Linked DNA regions of Sus scrofa: region 1 is linked to region 2. A link is a contact called in public Hi-C data. All regions are on one chromosome and are shown on one strand. Each heading gives the region's core, a stretch centred on a gene start, on an enhancer-like site or on the middle of the called end of the contact. The rest is flanking DNA. Distances are from core to core; before and after follow the strand shown.

What was found. A called contact is a pair of places that touch in the nucleus more often than the background predicts.
Region 1: a Hi-C map of embryonic fibroblasts shows a contact between it and region 2, with 1.9 times the contacts expected there. The contact joins the promoter of B3GNT7 here to the enhancer-like site in region 2. A contact is called at or near these places in 1 of 5 promoter capture datasets (liver), 17 of 47 Hi-C or Micro-C datasets (alveolar macrophages, blood, brain and 9 more) and 1 of 2 datasets of contacts at active chromatin or transcription factors (skeletal muscle).

The regions. Positions count from the first base shown.
Region 1 is chr15:132,126,069-132,128,768 of Sscrofa11.1, reverse strand. It overlaps B3GNT7 (UDP-GlcNAc:betaGal beta-1,3-N-acetylglucosaminyltransferase 7), which reads right to left and starts at 1,383. Exons shown (of 2, transcript XM_003483754.4): 1 at 1,295-1,383. The coding sequence starts at 1,305.
Region 2 is chr15:132,036,342-132,039,041 of Sscrofa11.1, reverse strand. The region is part of intron 18 of ARMC9 (lisH domain-containing protein ARMC9); the gene reads right to left. Among named protein-coding and RNA genes, the nearest start is that of B3GNT7, 90 kb to the left of the region's middle. Within about 2 kb of position 1,316, at least 21 of the 83 cell types and tissues checked have an H3K27ac peak or open chromatin away from gene starts, as enhancers often do. A contact at or near this core is called in embryonic fibroblasts and omental adipose tissue, where this site is marked.

The DNA of each region.
Region 1 (2,700 bases), core at 134-2,633, 90 kb before region 2:
CCACAGCCCTCAGGGCTGACAGAGGCCTGAAAATGGGCTGGGCCTCTCCTCTCATGTCCCTTGTCCCCTTACCCCCAGTCTGGACCCCACTAGGAGAGGCGAAGTCCCCCAGCTCTGCTGCCTTGGGAGGGGCACAGTTGGAACCCATTCTCCAGGGACCCTCATGCCGAGGTAACCCCACCGCCCTCCTCTCGGAAGCAGAAATCAGAATTTTTTTTTGTCAGGAGTGCTGCCGAGACTGGGTCCCTGAGTCCTAGACACTGAACTCCTGGACCCCAGGACCCTCTGTCCTCAGCTCACACTCTGGGGGTGGCCAGGCCACTTGCCCTGGTCACTCTTGTGGAGACACGGCAGCTGGGGGCGCCAGGGAAAGGGCAAAAGCCAGAAAAGTGCGGCTTCGCAGGGCCAGGCCAGCAAGGAGGTGGCCCTGAGCAGGGCAGACTCGGGGCCATGGGAAGGGCTGCAAGGTGCTAAGACAGGGACCCTGTGAAGCGGCCTGGGGGCTGGTCGAAGATGCAGGCACCCAGGGCCAGTGAAGGCTGAGCCCCCTGGAAATGACATTTTCCCCCGGGGTCCCAAGGTTTCCTGTGTACAGAGTTGGAGGGGAGACATCACCTTAGGTGCTGAGGTGGGGGCGTGACCCCACCCCCTCCGGGAGAGAGGTCTCCTGCCCTGGAGGTTTCTGCTGAAGTCCCCCACACCCTGGCTCCGGTGAAGCGGGACTGGTGCAAGTCCAGCAGGGGTCACCCCAGCGTGGGGCGGGGGGAGCACGGGGGGGACGAGGCGTCCCCTCCACCCCCAGGCCCTTCCACTTGCACCTCCCCACTCCCTGAGTAGGAAAAAAGCCCCCAAGGGGAGGGGAGGAGAGGGGGAGAGGCAGGCGGAGGCCCGAGCTCCCCAAGAGGAAGGAGAGCCACTCGATGGGTAGAGGCCGGGGGCCGCCCAGGACACAGGAGGCCCTCGGAATGGATGAGACCCAGCTGCCGGCGAGATCGTGCGTCCCCTACTCCCCGGGTTCGAGGGGGATGTGGATGCCGCGGGGCAGGGGGGCCGCCGGGGAGGGCTGAGAGCACCGGTCCCGCGGTCCCCGGTCGCCGACCGGCCGGTCCAGGCGCCGCGCACGGCCGGGCATCTTCGGCCACCGCCGCGCCGGCACATCTGTGCCCGGGAAACTGAGGCCAGCCCCGGGGACACCCAGGGCAGCATCCCCCCCGTGGGCCCCCGGCCTCGGGAGGCGAAGCCCGGGGTCCCCGCGCCCCCAGCCCAGGCTCCCCGGCCCGACGACCCCACTCACCACAGAGACATGGCGGCCCAGGCCGGGGCGGCGGCGGAGCGGGGCGCGCGGGTCGCAGCTCTGGGCGCCGCGGCTCGGGGACGGCGGGCGGGGACCCGGACCGGGACGGGGGCGGGCGGGGGCGGAGGCCCGGCCGCGCCCCCGCCGCAGCTTTCCTCTTCCCCGCGGCCGGAGGAGGGGCCGGGAGGGTAGGCGGCGGCCCAGGTGCCTTAACCCCTTCGGCGCCCCCGGCCCTCCCTCCCCGCGGCCGCGCGCCCAGCCGTCGGCACCGCGCGGGGCGGCGATTGCCCATGTCCCGGAGGTGCCAGCCGGGCCCGGGGAGCGCGCGGAGCCGCCCAGGGTCCCCCAGCCGGAGCGCGATCGGAGGAGTCGGAACTTGGGCGCCCACGAGAATCTCCCCGCCCCCGGGGCCGCGGCTTCCCCCGCCGAGTTCCCCTGGGGTTTCGGCCCCTCGGGATGCGTGGGAACCTGGACCCCACCCACCTCCAAGCTCGCCGAGCGCTCGGGGCCCCGCCGTTTCCCTCTGGCCCCGGGCGGACTTTTTCTGGGTGAGGGAGGCAGAGGCGGACGGGGCTTCCTGCCCCCAGCCCGTTTCCCTCTGCCCGCTCCCTTTCCCCCCTCCCAGGCCGGCCGCCCTCGGCCAGCTACCCAGGGCTGGGTCTGCGGACGACAGGGACTGGGGCTGGGAGAGGAGCTCCAGGAGAGCTCAGGACGAGGCTGGGCTGCCCGAGGGGGCACCCAGGCCCCGGCTGCAGCTCTGAAGCCCTCTCTGAACCCGCCGGGCAGCGGCCCTCTCCATTTCTGGGCTCTTTCTGCCTCTGAAGAGTCCCTCTTCCTCTCCAAGGGGACCACAGATCTGCCGGCCCAAGCTTCCTGGTCATCTCTTAACAAGTATTTCACTCTTTTGTCTCCAAGACTTTATTTTGTTTTTAGGGCACCTGCAACATATGGAAGTTCCTAGGCTAGGGGTCAAATTGAATCTGCAGCTGCCTGCCTACGCCACAACCACGAGGGATCCAAGTCACATCCGAGGCCTACACGACAGCTTTTGGCAATGCGATCCTTAACCCACCCAGTGGTGCCAGGGATGGAACCTGCACCCTGGTGGGTACTAGGCTGGTCTCGCTGAGCCACAATGGCAGCTTCCATCCCTACGCCTTTATGAATTTCTCTGTGTGTGCCATGCCCAGCTACTTCTAGGCAGTGAGGTGCACAAAGACCTAGAACTGTTTTCGGCCCAGGTGGGGTGCTGGGTGTTCCATCCGGGTGACTTCCAGAATCCTCTAACAGGGAAAGACCTCTGAGAAGCCTGTGGCTGCACTGATGGCTGTTCTAGCCGTGTTCCGTCACTAAGCTTACACAGGACCTCAAAAATGCCATAGTAGTGAAACAGAAGCATTTTCCAG
Region 2 (2,700 bases), core at 67-2,566:
TGACGGGACACAGACAATACATCAGGCCCTCTGCTCAGACTGAGCATGGGGGTTCCACTTACTCCTTACAACACTACTACCTGGCTGGCCAGAAAAAATAAGGTTTCTGAAATTAAGAGCTGAGAGGAGTTCCCTGGTGGCTCAGCAGGTTAAGGAGCCAGCCTTGCCACTGCTGTAGCTCAGGTCACTGCTGTGGCATGGGTCCGATCCTAGCCTGGGAACTTCCGCATGCTGCAGCCATGGACAAAATAATAATAATAAAAAAATAAAATAACAGATGAAGGCATCGTGAAAGGTAAAATCAAAATAAATGCCAAAAAGTAGCACACAACCAGCCAACTGGCAGCAACACGCGTTGCATGACTAACCCCCGGCATGTGTCTCCCACATACCACAGAGCAGCGTTAACTTTCACTTCACTTCTGGTGTTTTCTATTTCAGGTAAACTCGCTCTGCTTTCCCCTTTAAAGATGCCACTTTCATCTGTCTACTCTTAGCAGCAGATTATGGCTTAGGTTGAATACACCAAGCATGCCAACAGCTTAAGGAGTATCTGCCCCTTTCGTAGTTCTCGTTATTCTACAAATTTAAATATGGTACAGTTCTCATTTTGCTCACTATGAACTGACAATTGCTTCTATTTCTATGTTTTATATAAAAGACCTATTCCATGTTTGAGGTAACATACATGGCACATGTATTCTATTGGATACAAAATGGCTCAGTTTGAGTCAAACAGGGACCCTGAGCCCTTACAATCAAGTGACACGGACACAAGCAAGAACCTCAGTTACCACCTGGAGCACCCACGTCTTGAATTCTGAAGTTGGAAGAGATGGCAGGTCAGGGACTATTTTTTCTCTAGTCATATTCCCAGGCCTAAGACACTAAGTGTTTCATCTTTGAATGCCAAGTAATATTGATTTGATTGGGCAAGCAGAAATGAGCTTATTTATTAAATAAACAACTGTAAAATGAAATAATGCAGAATGCATTTAAGTACAAGGATTTATCAAACAGGTCAAAATTAGAAATATGCACGCCTCACACTACATAAAAGATCCCATTATTGCAAAAATCTGTGATAACAGGAAAAAGCCAAGCACTGTTTTAGTATTTGTAAAATATTAGATAAGAGGGGAAAAAAAGTTTATTGTAGAGCACCGGCTGACCGTTTTTGCATCTGTTTCCATGGAAACAGATGTTGGACAAATAGGGTCTGTAAACGCCTTGGAATCATGAGGTGTCTCCGAGCCCTCACTGTGTTTTGAGCCATCTGATGTCTGTTTCCATAGAAACCAGAGCGGAAACGAGGGCAGAAGCCATGAGTCAGCCTGTTGGGTGGTTCGTCCCCGCCACGGTATGAGAGCATAGGAGGTGTGTTACAGAAGGAAAAGCATCTAGAACCAGCACAAAGCGAAAGTCTTCATTGGGAAACACTGGTTTCTTTATTGACTTGGTTAAATAACGGAAAGGCCCTGCAAGGAACACAGACAAAAAACAGACGTTTCTTTGCTCATCAGGTAACAGGGAGTTCAACGTGAATTTACACCATGCCAAGCAAGCTGAACACAGGGAGTGACCCATCAGAGGTAAACTCCTGGAGAGCAGTTGGTTCTTTGGATGTGTGCTCTGAAGCAGCTTCTGAGCACACATCCAAGGTAGGCCAACCATCTCACAGGGTGGGTATTAAAGTGGCCGAAAAGAGGTCACAGGACTTCCCACTGTGGCAGTGGGTTAAGAATCCCACGGCGGTGGTTCAGGTCGCTGCAGAAGCGTGGGTTTGCTCGTTGGCCTGGGAACTTCCAAATGCCGCCAGTGGGGCCAAAAAGAAAAAAAAGTGAAAACGACAAGAGAGGTCAGAGCCCAAGCACTCCACACGTCTCTGCGGAATGGGACTGCGAGGCCACGTGCAGGAGGCCCACTCAGAAACTGACCGGATCTAGACCCCATCATGTTCTGTTCCAGCCAGATAATGGCACGGGCCTCTCACATAAAATCAAGTTTCACCCTACCCATGATGTCCCCCACCGCCAAGCCTGTGTTCCCCACTCCGTTAATGGTATCACCACCCTCCCAGCGACCTAAGGGTCAGGGTCCCCAGCTTTCAGTTCCTAATGACATGGCCTCTTACTGACCAACTGCTGTGAGTTCCACTTCCAGGAGCACCTGCTGTAGAAGATCTCCCAGCCATGGGCCAAGGTCAGCATCACCCCCCCACTGAAGTGCACAGCAGAGGCGGGGGCGGGGGGGGGGGGGGGAACGCAGGCTCTCACACCAGCCTGGGTTTCAATCTCAGTTCCAACCACGGTTACTGCCCCTGTAACCTTGAGTGAGTGGACGAGCCTCTGCGAACTTTGGTTTTCTCATCCAATAAACAGGGCTAATAATAGTACCTACAGGACAGAGGTGAGTATGAAGAACAAACACAGGGAAGCTCGTAAAGCTCTTGGCCCCGTCCTGCACACAGTAAGCACTCAGAAGCTACTGGCTCTTAAGTAAACCCCAAGCTTTCTGGATTCCCCATGAATCTGAACGCTGGTGCCAGATCAATCTTCCTAGAGCACAGCTCTGTTCACAGGCCTCCTGGGCTCACAAATAGTCAGTGGTATTCACAGCTATTCAGGGTGTCCCAGATTGTCCACTTTCCATATTCTGGCTCCAAAATCACCTCTCCAGCTTCGTCCCCCTTCTCCACAC